Linked DNA regions of Mus musculus: region 2 is linked to region 1. The links are chromatin contacts, called in public Hi-C maps. All regions are on one chromosome and are shown on one strand. The core of a region is the stretch at or near the end of the contact, and the rest is flanking DNA. Distances in the headings are between cores, read along the strand shown. Region 1 overlaps Nalcn (sodium leak channel, non-selective). Region 2 overlaps Fgf14 (fibroblast growth factor 14).

Evidence for each region. Hi-C and Micro-C count contacts between places; a contact is called where the count stands out from the background.
Region 2: a contact with region 1 is called in a Hi-C map of the N1E-115 cell line, with 8 times the contacts expected there. The contact joins two enhancer-like sites. A contact is called at or near these places in 1 of 15 datasets of contacts at CTCF or cohesin (pro-B cells) and 6 of 484 Hi-C or Micro-C datasets (the N1E-115 cell line, cardiomyocytes, cerebellum and 3 more).

The regions. Positions count from the first base shown.
Region 1 is chr14:123,368,810-123,374,332 of GRCm38.p6, forward strand. It overlaps Nalcn (sodium leak channel, non-selective), which reads right to left. Exons shown (of 44, transcript NM_177393.4): 16 at 2,669-2,805; 17 at 1,129-1,270. Among named protein-coding and RNA genes, the nearest start is that of AA536875, 200 kb to the left of the region's middle. Within about 2 kb of position 3,347, at least 4 of the 459 cell types and tissues checked have an H3K27ac peak or open chromatin away from gene starts, as enhancers often do. A contact at or near this core is called in the N1E-115 cell line, where this site is marked.
Region 2 is chr14:124,403,421-124,409,235 of GRCm38.p6, forward strand. The region is part of intron 1 of Fgf14 (fibroblast growth factor 14); the gene reads right to left. Among named protein-coding and RNA genes, the nearest start is that of Fgf14, 270 kb to the right of the region's middle. Within about 2 kb of position 2,116, at least 1 of the 459 cell types and tissues checked has an H3K27ac peak or open chromatin away from gene starts, as enhancers often do. A contact at or near this core is called in the N1E-115 cell line, where this site is marked.

The sequences.
Region 1 (5,523 bases), core at 2,097-4,596:
CAGGGTGAGGAGAAGGCCACTTCACCTCTGGCTTATAGTCAAGTTTGGAAACATAATGAAACAAATTCAATACACTAAGACAAAACCAATCTGCTTTCTAGAAATGCAAAATGTAACTGCAGACTGTCCTGGACTAGGTTACCGTTTCTCCAAACATTTTTCCTGTGTCTACTTGGGCTGTTGTTTCTTTACCTGTTTATGGTACTGACTGGGAAGTATAGATACCATAGGGTCTTATTTCAAGCAAGCAAAATCAAGAACCAACTAAAAGAAGTTAAAAGTACCACACATATGGCATAATCTCTCACTACACAAATGAAAGCAAATATGGTATCATCTAAAGTCAATTTTGTGACCACAAAAAAAAAAAAAACCAGGTAGGGGGAAAACAAAATATTAATGCCAAGGACAAAAGTAGAGACAGTAATTGACAGGGAGAAAGGCAGTCCTAAAATGGATATGCCACACTTAAACAAGTCATAGGTGGAATGTCCTTGTGTAAGTGTCTTATTTTGAAAAATCTCCCTTCCCAGTTGGTGAAATTTTGATGAGAAAGGACAGAGAAGGTATATACTAATAAAATTTTTGAGCCCCAAGAATGCAGACAACATCTCACAGGCTTTCCCCAAAGAAAATGAAATCTAACCAACCAGATACAAACCTAATTATTTTCAACTGACAAAAAATAAATGAATGAAAAAAAAAAGAGAAGACATTAGCAACAGAGTGTTCTCTACAAGAATGAGGAATGAGATCTGAGAATGGTGAAGAGAAAATAAATGAGGGAAAGTTCTTTAAAATGAAGAGACATAGCACAAAGGCAATAATCATTGACATAACCTAGGGCAAGATGACTAAGACAGAGGACACAATACATATCAGCTCTGTGGGGTAGAGGAGGGTCAGGAGAGCCTGGACAGGAGCAAGTTGGCATTCGAGTTTTTAACATAATAGAAATATGAATTACATCACAAACAATATGTACATATATACACATACACCTATCTATTTATTATTTTCTTCTCTATTCCCTACAGACTTAGGAATTGAGGACTCTAAATAATTGTGCCACATTTTTCTCTAACATGTGCTTTAGAGGGGTTTGGTGATGGAGACAGTGGTTCTTACTTTTTGATCAATGTATTTGTTGTCTTCAGCTGTGGGCTTCTTGGGGTTGTCACATGATGAGGAAGAGGTAGAGGGGAGGATTCTGAAGAGACAGCAGGTGTCCTGTTGCTGGCGGTCAATGAACTGCTTCATGAAGCTTTCCCTTTGTGAATGAAGCACACAGATCAGGGTTACTCAGGAAGTAGAATGGGAGGTGGCATTTCAGAGACAATGAAGCAGTGCAGAAGATCACAAAAATAAAGATGTGTCATACCAAGGGCGATGGTTGGATTTAATTATCAAATTATTTAACTTAGGGAAAAAGCTTCCTGAATCCTTGCAAACTCCTGTTTAAAGACATAATGTCCCTGAAATAGCTTAAAAGCAAGGGTTTCTAATAATTGATGGTGTGATTTGAATCCTACCGTGGTAATGAGATACTTTATTTTCTCCCTACTACTTGAAAGAATTAATTCATCTTTTCAAACTTCTATTCATCATAAAAGTCCTTGAGAGATAATTTTACATTTAAAGACTCAAAAGGAAAAGACTTCATCTGATCACCAAAATATGAAAAATTTAAATAACATTAATGCAAGTAAACAAAGAAAGCAACTTAAAATCAGAAAAAGAAATGCTGTCATGTGCAACTTGGCTACAATTTGGTCACCAATAGGCTGCATGCAAATGGTGGCCCCATAAGATTGCATTGTACACCCAGTAATGCAGTAAGCATCACCATCTGCATCAACATATCTGATGTTGATAAAACCATGAAAATGTCCAGAACTCTCTCCAGGCATTAAGTGACATGATCCTCTTTTTCTATTGGAGTTTCAAGTGTTTGGCATTGCACCTAATCTCAACCTTCCCTAATCCCTCACCAAGATGTTTAAAGATAAATAAGTGAATAAATTTTAAAAAAATGGAAAAGTCTATATGATTTCATGATTGTACCTGGAGCCTTTTGAGTTATCATTGGAAGACTTTCCTCCAATTATTAAAAGCAGGAAGTTCCAAGCACCTTAAGAATGCATTTGTTTAGCAGGAAGGCAAAGCTAGTGCAAACTGAATCAGTGTGGGTGTAAATGTTAAGGTTCTTTTAACCAGTGGGAGGCAGATTACACTGTGACCAGATGGCCATATAAGCCAATGCTGCTGTAACAAAGACACCTTCCAGAGCTGCCTGCCTGATGTATTTAGAGATAAAGTGCTCACATCGAAGTCTGTCCTCTTTCCCTCTGAGCAAAGTTCACCTTGTCTATGCCTAGGAGGTCTAATGACTGAAAAGTCCACCTTGTCTATACCTAGGAGGTCTCATGACCAAAAAGTCTTCAGATGGAGGCGGGGACACAAGCTTGTGTCTCACTTGCTTCTTCTCTGAAGGGATGACTCATGGAACTCAAAGGCTTTGTACCACAAAGGCAGGGAGAAGAACAGGAGATAACAATTTCAAACACAACCCCAAACCTACCCACGTGCCAGTCTGAAAGAAGGCTGAGGTTAACTTAGATGGTAAGCCACGTTGTGAAGAGATACAGTCAACGAAACAATCTGATACCTGATTTTAGGAACTGTAAAATCTGAAGGAAGTTTTGAGATTTTCACCATTTGCGGTCTGTTTGGAAATTTTTCGAAGATTCTCAAGCGCAAAGGGAGTTTTTCTTTGGTGTCCGCGTTCGCTTCACTTTGCTTTAGCTAAAGGGTGGGGTGGGGGAGAAGAAAATTGAATCCCATTGTAATGAACAATTTCAGACTTGGGAGAATAACATGTAATTACACATATCGCCGCTAGATGGAAGAAAAGACCCACCATGCACATCACCCAGCGGTCCCAGAGATTGTTCACTGAGTCCTAAAACTGAGTTCAGGGAAGGACAAAAGTTAAGAACAAACTAAACCAATTTAAAATAAAATTCAAAGGAAGGTTTTTGTTGTTGTTGTTGTTGTTGTACTCTCAATGACAAGTCTCCTTTCACCCCACACACAACATCTTTAGCTTTTACTTACAATTAAACATTTGGATTTATTTTATGCACAGGCAGACTTGCTTATCTCCTTAGCTAACTGAAGGGGATGTATTTACATCTGCACAAATTTGATTTCTTGTAAGCCAAGGTTTATCTGGGGCAGACGTGGAACTAAGAATCAATAACTGGCTTGAATCCAGTCCATGCTTTCTTATCTTCCTCCTTCCAATGCTGGCTTTTCCTGTGACTTCTCTTCACTCTTTACTGCCTCTTAAGACGAACCACTCTGTGTATTGCAGTGAATCTTTCTTCCCTGTTTCCTATCCCTCTCCAAACTATAACACTGGTCTTACTAACTCCAAACGGGTTAAGAGAGCATCAAAGCCTCTTGTGTAATGTGGGCTTTCTTTCTTTCTTTCTTTCTTTCCTTCCTTCCTTCCTTCCTTCCTTCCTTCCTTCCTTCCTTCCTTCCTTCCTTCCTTCCTTCTTTCTTTCTTTCCTTCCTTCCTTCCTTCCTTTCTTTTTTTTTTCCATTTTTTATTAGGTATTTAGCTCATTTACATTTCCAATGCTATACCAAAAGTCACCCATACCCACCCACCCCCACTCCCCTACCCACCCACTCCCCCTTTTTGGCCCTGGCGTTCCCCTGTACTGAGGCATATAAAGTTTGCGTGTCCAATAGGCCTCTCTTTCCAGTGATGGCCGACTAGGCCATCTTTTGATACATATGCAGCTTTCAAATTTCAAAGTTTAGATCAGGAAATTATCAGTCAGTAGAAGCCCAGAAAAATTTTGCTAATCAGAAGGGACGGGTGAGATGATGATGATGATGATGATGATGATGATGATGATGATGATGATGATGATGATGATGATAGTAAAGCTCTAGCATCCAAGGTCACAAAACAAAGAGCACAGAAATCTCCATGGCATGAGAGTAATCTGAAAAGTAACTCTGTACATCAATGAAAGCTTATGAAGAAGTAACTGACTTCTAATGGGCCACTGATACACAACTGGTGAAAATTTGCGAGTGGTAAGTAGGGGCCAGAAGGAAAGAAAAAGCTGCTGACTTATTAAGACCGACCAGAGAGCAAGGCAATCCGTGATAGCAGGCCAGAGACGGATGAGATTGATAGTGTAGGTAGGAGCTTGCTCAATTGCATTTACTGACTCATTTGTTTAGATATTTGTGCTGTCACTTCTAGAACCAATCCAGGGAGCCAGATCCCGTGCAAAATTCTGAGGCTATAAAAATCAAAGGGCGCCTGCCTTTCCCCCCGACCCAGCTCATATCACAACCCACTGGATAGTTGAATAGACAATTACCTAGAAAGATAATGTGACCAATTACCTAGAAAGATAAAGAAAGATAAAGAGATGTGACCAGAGTGCTTGGGAACCCAAGGCAAGAAATGAGAAAAAAATAAACCATGGTATTATTTCTCCCACACTGACAGACCTCCCAGGCTGCAGTGTGTGATTCTTGTCTCCACTTCTTGGGGGCGGGGTCTAAGCTATGTGGACTGAATTGTGTTTTCTGCTAGGGTGAGACACAGTGGTAAAGTGTATGTCAGTCAGAGCATCTCATCAAAATGAGAATCCTGAGATCTCCCTAAAACCATCTCCATCTGTTGACTCCTTTCATCCTCACCAGAACCTGACTGGACCTTCACAAGCCCTGTTAGGGTTCTCTACCTCCATGTTAGCTCCTTATCACCTATTCCTGCATTTTGTGGTTACAAAAATCTCAATCTTAAAACCTATCTGTTGTTACTCCAATACAAAAAAATAAAAATAAAATAAAGAGGTCAAAACCTTCCATTTGGACTCAAAGTCTCATTTCCTTTCTCTCCACCTGTCTAGCTTTAGTTATCTGGGTGTCCACATCACATCCTCTTGAGACCCCCACAAGCATAGCCCTTCATTCCTGCTGCATCCTGTTGCCCCATCTCTACTTCCTTAAACTTCATGAACTTCTACTTGTTCTTGGGATTTTAGGTTCTCGCATAGTTTTTCAGAGGATCTTTTTTTAGGAGCTCACATGATGTTGAGCTGGGACATAGAATGTGGCTGTTCATATGGATCGAGGCAGTGAGAAATCTTCAGTTTCTTGATGTTCAATCTAGTACATGTTTTAACAGTTTTCTAGGCTGCTGCAGCAGTTATCAAAAGACTGGTAGCTCTGTGAATCAGAAGCCATGAACCCCTCCAGCGTCAATGAATTAATTTCTGAATCAAGGCTTCCTGTGAGCGCTGAGGGCTCACTACATCTTGACTTCCTGTGATTCTCTGTAGTGTTGTGGCTCGTTCTTCCAACCTTATTTGAATGTCAAATGCCTTCTTCTCAGTGTTTGTTCTGAATCTCCCTCCATTTCTCCAATAAGGAATGTAAACATCAGATGATCCCTGACACACCTCATCCAGAATGATTAGCCGTTTA
Region 2 (5,815 bases), core at 866-3,365, 1.0 Mb after region 1:
ATCTTTGTACACAGTAAACTTAATTATCTTAGTCATCTTGACGTGAAGATCAAGGGAAAATTCCAGAGTAAACTCACAAAAAGGTTTCCTGGCCTTATTGGTTGTTGGTGTTGAACATCCATTAATGACAGGTGAAAAGGCATCTTGAACTAGAGAAGTTCAAAACTATTTGTCGATCATTTATTTGTAAAGTGTCTAAATCAAGATTTTTTTAAAATGTTAAATTTAACAAAGGTCCCCACTGTTATACATTTTAATGATGATTCTCTAGATTTTTTTTGTTTTGTTTTGTTTTGTTTTTCCATTTTTTATTAGGTATTTAGCTCATTTACATTTCCAATGCTATACCAAAAGTCCCCCATACCCACCCACCCCCACTCCCCTACCCACCTACTCCCCCTTTTTGGCCCTGGCGTTCCCCTGTACTGGGGCATACAAAGTTTACATGTCCAATGGGCCTCTCTTTCCAGTGATGGCCGATTAGGCCATCTTTTGATATATATGCAGCTAGAGTCAAGAGCTCCGGGGTACTGGTTAGTTCATAATGTTGTTCCACCTATAGGGTTGCAGATCCCTTTAGCTCCTTGGGTTCTTTCTCTAGCTCCTCCATTGGGAGCCCTGTGATCCATCCATTAGCTGACTGTGAACATCCACTTCTGTGTTTGCTAGGAACTCACACAAAATGTACTCACTGATAAGTGGATATTAGCCCCAAACCTAGGATTCCCAAGATATAAGGTACAATTTACTAAACACATGAAACTCAAGGAGAATGAAGACTGAAGTGTGGACACTATGCCCCTCCTTAGAATTGGGAACAAAACACCCATGGAAGGAGTTACAGAGACAAAGTTTGGAGCTGAGATGAAAGGATGGACCATGTAGAGACTGCCATATCCAGGGATCCACCCCATAATCAGCATCCAAACGCTGACACCATTGCATACCCTAGCAAGATTTTATTGAAAGGACCCAGATGTAGCTATCTCTTGTGATTCTCTAGATTTTTAAGAAGAAACCTCTTTAAGGTATCAATAGGATCTTTCTTTAAACTATGAAATCACGGGAGAGAATTACTGGAAGCTGTCTACACACACACACACACACACACACACACACACACACACACACTAGAAAAACATGTCAGTTTTTTTTTTATGATCCTGTCATTTCCCTGATCTATCTGAAATTCAGGATCAGCTCATTTAGGCAATACCAGGTCCCTTTGCACTGGAAAGAAGCCCAACAGTACTTAGTCTCCACACCACACCAACAAATACCAATATTACAGGAATGACAGTATTAAAAATGTTTTCTGGTTAAGATCTGATTGTTTTTTAGAAATGCCTGAGATTAGGTTTTTATTAAAAGTCATATTTAAAGTGTTAAAATGAACAAGAGCCAGGACTTTGGATGACACTCTGGAACCCAGTAAGTGACATCTGGAAGACTGCCTATAAATAGAATTTGTCTACATGTGGGACTTTAAAATTAATTCCAATGAGATTTAAATACATCTATGCATCTTTATATGCTTTAGATGTCTCAGCTTGTCCATTTTGATGAGATGGAGAATATTTCAATGGGATGAAGCAATATTTTAAAACGGAAAATATGTCTTACCCAAAATTCTTCAGACAATGATAGACTTTTAAATTCAACCATTATGTCTTTTTAAAAAGATGTATTGAGAGGAAGAGAGACAGAGAGACAGAGATGCACAGATATGAAGGTCAGAGGACAATTTTTCCACACGATGTAGCCCCTGAAGATGGAAGTCAGGTCTCAGGCATAGTGACAAGTAACTTTATGCAATGAGACAATGTTATTCTAAACCTAACAATAATAACACCATTCATTCTGGAATGAAAAACTGATAGCTTACAATTATTATATATTTAATATATTAAGTTTTGTTTAGACATTTTATAAGTTTTAAGTCACATGATCCTCATAACCACTTTGTGAAGGGTGTAGCATTATTATTATCCTAATATTTATTGTGTAGGTGAGGAAATTAAGGGACAGACAGCTTAAATACAAGATCATCCTTAAGTAGCAGAGCTAGAAGTTGACATGAAGTACTATTCTCACAAGCTTGAGCTCTCAACTGCTGCACTGTTCTCTCCCCATATTAGCAACAACAAAAACAAAATCTAATAAAAAATAGTAAGCTCTTACCTACCTACACACAGCATTGTTTTTAAAGTTGGTTCCCTATTCAAAATGATCCAATTGAAAAGAACACTGTAGCAACCAGAATGGACTTCTTAAAAATATCTCCTAAGACCAACATAGGAAACATGCTTGGCTGTAAAACAGCCCACAAAATAAATAAATTATAATTTAAAATACCGTGAGACATAAAATATTACACGCTTGGATATATGATATAAACCAAAGTAAATGCAATTCATATTAGCATTAGTATTTACCACTTATAGATAGCAAAGAAGAAAACCACCCGTCCCTGTATCTGTGATCTCAACTTGTCCAGGCATGTGGTTTATTGCATACACACACACAAACACACACACACACACACCACAGAGAGAGAGAGAGACAGAGAGACAGAGAGAGAGAAACAGAACCATTACTTTCCTTACTGTCTTCCATGTTGCCCTAGTGGACAAGAACAGCACTTTTGAACAAAGAAAGGATGAAATACAGAATACTGCATCATTTAGACAACACCTAACAAAATATGAAACAATTATAAGAATCTAAAACTAGGCAAGTCTGTCCATTATATTTTAGAAATAGCAATGAAGTAATTTCTAAACTATGCCAAGTTTGGGGTGCTAGTTTGGCCTGAGTTCTCACTGACCTACTGTGTGTTACACAGTCACATGACCCTTTGGCACCTACTGTTTGGCAGATACTTTTTAATAAAATCGGCTTTTACTTTTCCTCCCAGTGGTCACAGTATATTTATACTACAATCATCCCTCTTCAACAATCTCTATCAAAAACATTGAGATAATTGACAAAAGTTAAAAGCCAAAATCTATGACCAAATAGTGTTTTCTGTCTCTATAAAATTAATTATCCTCTGGAGACATACTCTAGATAAGCAAAGATTTCTGAGCAAAAAGTATAATTGGAGACAATTTGTTTATACACATCAAAGTTGGATTCTTTCACACTACTCAAGCAAGACACAGCCAAGGCATTTAGTTGTACTTGCTGTGTCTTCAAATAATGAGATACCAACATTTTAAAACTAGAAGAGACATCAGTGGAAAATAATGAACCTAAGTTTCTTGTAACCCAAGCTACTTGTGTATCCCAGATATGTATAATAAAGAACACATCTCAGTTTTTGTTTATGGTTTCATCATAATTACTTAAAGCTTCTCAATTCTGAATGTCTTGTTTACATAAATCAATGTACCATAATCATATATCTTTGCCTTTCAGGTAGCTCCCACCCACTTACTCAATCCTCCCTAAGAACTATTCGTCCCTACTGCAGTGTCCCTAAGGCTAGGCAGCAAATATCCAGATCTTCACTGTGCTGTCTGTACAAACATGGATTCTTTCTAGTTCCTATATCACAACTAACAATAAGAAATTATGGAGCTGATTTTGGACATGTCATTTATGTATTATTGCACAAATATTATAGGATACATACATGGTGCACTATTGTGTCATTGTATGAGAGCCATCAGACAAGTCATACCCTTCAAGTGTTTTGATGTTTTGATGGTCCCACTGCAAACAACAAAAGATATGACTCTGTTGAATTAAATAATTAATAAATAAATTCCGACAGTGGGTTTGCTACCCACCTCAACGGTTTAAATTTCCGAATGAAAGAGACACACTCAGCCTTTATATTTTACATGCCCTACACAGCACAATAGCTAGGGCACTACCTAACCTCCACTACCTCCTGCTAATAATTCCTAGCTACTACTTAATATATTTTGTGTTCTATCTTGACTGCCCTGGACCCAGTTGGGCACCCCTCTGGGCCACTTTCTCCAGGCTCCTTCACATGGAGTCTATGCTTCTCTGTCCTTTACTATTCTCAGTTATGGCATCTTTCCTCTATTACACATTCTTCCAGCTTGGAGGATCTCTCTTCTTCTTCCTCCTCCTCTTTCCACATCTGGGAATCCTAAAATCCTGCCTGTCTGTCCTCTCCAGCTATTGGCTGTTCGCATCTTTTATTTACCAATCAGAACTAACTAGGGGTAGAGTCCCAGAAGCTATGTGCAAATGTAATTGTGCAAACAGTTTTTGGGGAACATAATTAGCATTAGAATAGAAGCAGTTACATGACTCCAGAGATAGGAAATGGTAACTTAGAGTGGCCTCAGTCTAAGGTGATAGGAAAGAAAAACATTCTGGTCTTGGAATTTTAGTTTGACCTGGGCTCTGATGAACTGAAATCTTCATAGCAAAGCAGGATGTCTCTTGCCAGATAAAGTTAAGATGTGACGTGAGGTGTAAAGCCAAATAAAACTGTATGTAATCCACTCTGTGGCAATCTTCCCCATTGTCATCTCAGTCTGCTGTAATTTCTCATTGTCTACTGTGATGTGAAGGAAAATATCACATTTCCATGGAAAATGCAGTGGATAGCTGAATGCCTGTTGTCAAGATCTGGAGTGACAACAGCGGTAGTGATCTCTAGTGAGAGCGGAAGTTGTGGGGAAAATTTTACAATATCTTATGCCTGAGCTAGTTCTTCAGCACACTGAACAAGACAGAGAGAAGGGATGTTGCTTGTTTCTAAAGAAAAGTAGTTGGTGATATGTCTAAGGGTGCTAATCTCTGATCATGAATGTAATAATGGCTTATTAGACTAGCTAAACATTTATTGTACAACATGAAAGCCATTCCTAAGTGATTAGTGGCTTACACAAATGAGTAATGATTATTATCTTCTACACAATGAAATAACTGCTCCCTGTATTCATTCTCACTATGTAGATATTTTGAGATCTATGACCAAATTTAAAACCTACAATTATCCTGAGTACCATTTTTCTAAATTATTGATAGCTATACACATTGTAAGATGAAAGTCATATTTCTTATTGCCCAATATATGGAATTGCTTTGACATTCAGTCTGTGTGTGCTGCATCTACGCAATATATCTCTGTGTCCATGAGGCCTTTTTAAAAGCAGACACTTTGAGTGAATTCTGATTTCTTTATAGTTTAACATTATCTTGTTCCCATAAAAGAGAATGAGGAAACAGAAGAAAACAAAGTGTGTGTGTGTGTGTGTGTGTGTGTGTGTGTGTGTGTGTATGATGTTTCTAAATGGGGATGGGTGAAATAGTAGAAACTAAACTTAAGAACTCTTCAGAAAGAAGATAAAAGAGGTCACATTTTTGTGAGATGAACAACCTACCATATTAGCAGGTGGAACAATTCTCTGATGATAGTGTTCCACTATGAATTGGACTGTGTAAAGATTTGACAATAATGGATGGCATAGCATGAAATATTTTTGTGTGAAATTTGTTTTTAAAAAATGATAAAAAGTTGTAAATAAAGAAAATATCTAATAAAAAACGAAAAAAAGAATATTTTGTCTTAACAAAATTAGTGAAAAACATCAGTACATGTTAACCTATTGTATTATATCTTATACATATTATACAGTAAAGATAAGTGACACACTTTAAAAAACAAAGTTCAAATTAATCTTAAACAATCTCAGAATGTATTGGTTCTCAAAATCCATTTGATGGCTTAAAAATATCAGCATAAATGCAAGACAAATTACCAAAGGTGATCAAAATTATCTTCTATTATGTGATGTCACAAATCTTGTAAGTGCTGGCAGTAAAC